Regions from separate parts of the Bombyx mori genome. Here region 1 is linked to region 2. The links are chromatin contacts, called in public Hi-C maps. All regions are on one chromosome and are shown on one strand. Each heading gives the region's core, a stretch centred on a gene start, on an enhancer-like site or on the middle of the called end of the contact. The rest is flanking DNA. Distances are from core to core; before and after follow the strand shown. Region 1 holds the start of LOC101741679 (epidermal growth factor receptor). Region 2 overlaps LOC101741679 (epidermal growth factor receptor).

The links. Hi-C and Micro-C count contacts between places; a contact is called where the count stands out from the background.
Region 1: a contact with region 2 is called in a Hi-C map of posterior silk gland, with 2.2 times the contacts expected there. The contact joins the promoter of LOC101741679 here to the enhancer-like site in region 2. A contact is called at or near these places in 2 of 7 Hi-C or Micro-C datasets (middle silk gland and posterior silk gland).

Annotation. Positions count from the first base shown.
Region 1 is chr1:5,484,637-5,487,336 of ASM3026992v2, reverse strand. LOC101741679 (epidermal growth factor receptor) reads left to right here and starts at 1,315. Exons shown (of 5, transcript XM_038014145.2): 1 at 1,315-1,517. The coding sequence starts at 1,451.
Region 2 is chr1:5,436,005-5,438,704 of ASM3026992v2, reverse strand. All of the region lies in intron 1 of LOC101741679 (epidermal growth factor receptor), which reads left to right. Among protein-coding and RNA genes, the nearest start is that of LOC101741679, 49 kb to the left of the region's middle. Within about 2 kb of position 1,419, at least 2 of the 8 cell types and tissues checked have open chromatin away from gene starts, as enhancers often do.

The DNA of each region.
Region 1 (2,700 bases), core at 66-2,565, 49 kb before region 2:
GACGACTTCTAAAATAAAGAAACACCGGCATAATGGCTCGAAACGAATACACCTCGCAAAGGATAAGATATCTTTTTAGCACGGAGATTTCATGTCGATGGTGATATAGCTTGCTAGGGCTAGCTAACTCGCCAGGTTGAGCCTTGTGAGATTCGCCTACACGTTCAGTGAGGCTGATACAGCCCCTCGAGGCTATCAGTATAGGTAGCTATTATAAAAATACAGCTCAGCTCCAAAACTCAACAGCCGGATAACTAAAAATTGCAGCTACCCTTTAAAAGAGACCTTATTAAAAAACCGTTTACAAAAAAGTTGTATACCATCTAAAACCACAATAATTATTTTGTCCAAACCTCCTCATGCACTTATAACAAAAAAAAAAAGTAAATTTAAATAAGCACGTATTACGAATGGGTCAAATGACTCCGATGCGCCGGTCAAAAGCAGATCGGCAGCGTTCTCTCTCAAGCTCATTCAAACAGAATTGAAACTCCTGAATGCCATTGTATGGGAGCGAACACGTGAGGCTTTCTTTCATCAGAAACGCAAGTGCATTGTGGGAACCCCCGCCTCCCCGTTGTCCCGGTCCACCCCTCATAGTCCTGGAGAATTACCTGCCATACGCGCCGTTCAGCCTCGCTCCGCCACTGTCCGCCTCATCAAAGAGTAGCTAAGACGTAGAGAGGACAGTTAAAACGCACCAAAAGCTATTAGTAGTTTCAACGATTTCCTTACCTCGATTATTTTAATTGTAATGTAGAAGGCAAGAGTCAACTTTTATTACGCATTATGAAAATGATTGATAAACTATTTTCTAAATATTTCCAAAGAAATTCGTTCATTTATTATTGATACGTACTACAAAATGTTTCTTAATTTTTTGATTAAAACACAAATAAAAAGCTTACAAATTATTTTATACGGTTCTTGATTGATAACTGAGATTAAAATTGTCATTTTATTAACTAAACTTTACCTCTTCTATTCCAGTAAGCATAACATGCATTCCATGGCCGGAGTTATAGGTGCCACTGGTGCCAGCAATATTTACAGAGTCCTTAGTGAATGCGAACCGAAACTTGAATGGTTTTTGATGAAAACGTAATTTAAATTAATCGCTTCAAGGCGCCAGTCACATGTAATGCGCTCTCGCCGCGTGTTAATCATTGTAAAATAACGTCATTGAAAATTTAAAAGGATTCACTCAACTAACGCTTCACCTAGGTCGTTTAGGGTGGCACGTCTATATGAATAATCTTTGCGCAGCGGCGAGGCTGTGCGCAAGCGACACGAAGCGACGCGACTGCGGACAGAGGAATAGTCATTGCCATTTGCCAGTCATACAGGCTGCGCTGGAGTGCGAGGCGGACGTGTCGACTCGTGTCGGCGGTGCCAAATGTGTTAGGGTCTGCTAGCATGTTCCTCGTCGAGTGCTTGTGACTGTGACATTATGTGGAACTTGTTTGTGTTTGTGGTGGTTGCGGCGGCGCTGGTCCGTGCCGAGATACAGGAGAGAGGTGAGCCTTCAATATATTTTTTTTTTATTTTGCTTTACATACTATCGTCTTAAGTGAAAACGGCAGGTTCACATGAACGTAAACGAGTTTCGCGTTTTTATAATCTTTCTTGGTGTTTTGTTACATTAGTCGTCCCGTAACACGCGGTGCTCGGTCTAGTGACAAACTAATGGATAAACACATCCCGCAGAACCGTTCTATCTAGCGTCCGAGTGGAAAGGCTCAAACGAAACTATTAAAATAACGGTGGTTCACGTAAAACTTGATCATCAAGCACCGAAATAAGTTTCCAATTATGAGGCAATCTTGTTTATTGCGATAGCACCGGTATATTTTTCTTGGAAGATCACGTTATGAATTAAGCAGTGCTTTTCGTATACATCAGGATCACGTGAACAATTGACATTTGAAGAATATTGTACATTTGAGGTTAACGAATTAACGATTTTAGATCTAGTTTAATACGGTTTATTTTACAATGTTATGTAGAAGTATATTTTGTTTACCAGACAGTACAAACTGCTCTGTGGAAACGCGTTGTAGTCTTTAACTACGGCCGTTAAATCTGCCCCGTTTCGTCCAAGACGATCCTAAAATTATAATAAACCTTATAATAATACATCATAATATAAAGTATGATTATAAACAGCAATCGGTAATATATAAATTTCCTTGAATTTCAAATTATCTATAACTTTGTGATGTTAAGTTAACATTTTGGATTTATATTGAATGCCTAATGATATGAGTCGGTACAACAATCCAGTCTATTCAGGCGTAGTAAAGCAATCGCGCGCATAATGTAGGTAAAAATAAAATTATGCCTACCCTATGAACTTACATCATAAAAAATTTATCGTCGTTACATTTGTAAATAACAAAGTGGATAAATGTGATACAGTATTCGTGTAGATCTTTCATACATTTTCTTATTTGATGAGATAGGGCCGTAAGCCGTACCCTGACGACGTCACAGACTGTCAATATGTTTGTCGGTATCTGAAACGTAAAAGTTGCATCAAATACATTTTGATTGACGACTTCTATAACGAATTGATACATAAAAATTGGCAACTGGAATTGCTAAACCTAATTTCAAGGTTATGTTGCTTTCGAGTAAATAATAACCTAAGTATCTGTATATAAATAGGCAAAAACAAAACCATCGAATACAATTTTTTTC
Region 2 (2,700 bases), core at 170-2,669:
TATACTATGTAGTGATTAATTCTAATATCCCCATGAACCGAGACCGTAGACTGCAATAATTTAAGGCGCTTTGCAGAATATCGAGCAAAAGTTACTTACGTTGCTAAAAAATATATTATGGCTCTATTTATTGTTTTTCAATAGAGCGGTTCTATTACGGAAATCAGGGCTGCCCGAATACACATACTAAACCGGTTCATTTTAACTTGCATAAATCTATATATAATACTCGTACATATATAACGTCATGGTTTGAGCCCCGTGAGCTCACCTACTAGTTAAGGTTCCGCTGGAATAGCCTCTCTAGGCTACCAGCTTAGGTAGGAAAAAAAAAAAAAAAACGTCATGGGTCGTTGTGGCTTGTGTCATGGGTTAGTTCTCTCGTTGAACTCTTGCTTGAAGAGCTTGTAAGCACCGAGAGCAGAACTGAAGGATCCGACAAGACATGTTTTTGGCGACGGTGACTTTTTTTTGGTTCCAATATGTAATTAGCGGTGCTCAGGATAAGCGAGCTATTTAGTTGTTTTCTAGTCACATCCGCTGTGGAGGTTGGCTGTGTCCCCGGCATTGTTGTTATCCGGGAGCGTTGATTATATCACTCGCCACCAGGCGGTCCGCGTGCACCGTCTACTTTCAAAAGGTATTAAAAAACGTAATATACCGTATTCTATATATAATAACATTGATATGTGTTATTATTTACATAGTGTCGGAATACTTTCGTTCTGAACGTTCGTCTTAAGTGGCGAAATTAAGAATCGAATTCCCATAGTAATAGCTAGCTTAAGCATAGAAGATAATTTAAATTACGCGCATATAAAATTGAAATATATTGTATACTACTGACCTGACAGACTTCGTAGTGCCTCAGTAGATAAATAAAAGACCTAAACATTTGTATAAAATAAACTTAAAACAAGCAAAATGAATCCGTCCGACGGACGTCCGACACATCAAAGGAAAAACAAAATTGTTATTTTTATTTATGTCCGAGCATTTTCATATTTATCTACCTTTTAAACCTTCTCTGGACTTTCACAATTAATTCAAGACCAAAATTAGCCAAATCGGTCCAGCCGTTCTCAAGTTTTAGCGAGACTAACGAACACCAATTCATTTTTATATAATTATACAGATTTTACGTAATTGATTATATTATCCGAAACCGCAGTCTTTGATAATTACTACTACTACTAATTACTTGAGAGAGAAAACCCTAAATGATCTGCCGTTACTATATACTCGTACATTGAATAGTTCTATCGTTTGCCATTTACTTATAGTGTTCCAAGATAAAGTTATTCTATTCTACAAAATGAGACAGCCCTAATACACAAACCACTAAGATCACGGAGGTGTCAAATTAAAAATAACAATAGTACTGTACTAGGGTTATCATTCACTATGGGTCGCACATGGATCGTTCATTGTTTGCCATTAGTTGACTAGTAATATGAAACTTTTCTTGCGTACTAGAGGAACCCGACCACATCTGCGTTTACTAAATTGTTTTATAGGGATATATGTTAGTTAATAGAAGTTAGTTATCAATCTGTGGTACCATTACCTAGATAATTAAAAAACGGAGTAAATTATTAGCGTACCGGCCCAATATTTAGACCTTCGATCAGTAGTAGTATTATATCAATAGTATTATTTACGTTATTGATATTTTCTATTAACTGTTAGGTATTTATTATAACACAATTTTCAATAAAAACCTCACAATCAATCTAGGATGCATCATACTTTCAGTCGAAGCCATCCTAATCCCGGATCACAACAAGGCTTGTCGGTCGCGACCACGACTCTGTTTCAATTAAATAATCTAGATCATTTGCTGGAAGCTAGAAAATAGGTCACTATCACCGAATGAAAAGGAATTAGGCAAACACCTGAATTGAGCTAACGTCATTTTCACGCATTGCATTTGCAAGATATATGCAATACAAATTCGGAAGAACGGCAATGACACCAGCTAGGCGGAAAATTTTCATATTTCGTTCGCCCTTAAAGAAGATGTAGGATAAGCTATGATCTTCGTTTCTTGTATCTATTTGAATACATTTGTTGTCATCATGTCGGTTACTTTAACTCTTAAATAGACGATCTCGTGGCTGAACTACTACTATAAGATCGCTACCGGAAACCCTATACATGTAAAAGGTGAATGTTAATCGTTTGTTAGGTTTAATAGATCAGTTAAAAAACGATGGCATTGAGAGTACATACGACAAGGAAAAAGAAACACGGACGTGCAAGGTTACAACATACAATTTAAATTTTAAACAAATACAGTATTCCGACAAAGTCCCATAAATATTTAATGTAGTTGATGACATTTTTTTTCTGGAATACTATTCAATAGAATGCCGTTACAGAAACAATGTCAAGTTCGTATATGAAATCGGCTGTCTGATGACTGTCAATAAAACAATTCTTTTAAGTCCGATTGATGTAAACAATATTGAATCATCCAATCGTTGAACTACAAAATATTAGTTAATATTAATTTAGACATTAATAATCCTCGTCTTCTTCAGTGTATTACTTCAGAAATATTGATGGTCGCTGTCAATTTGGGTTCTAATTATATCTTTGGCTGGGTATATCTTTGGCGTCCAGAGGGTTGCTGATCTGAATTCAGCAACACGCAGGACTGAGCCTTCTTGTTCACTTTTCTTCAATCTTTCTCCTTGC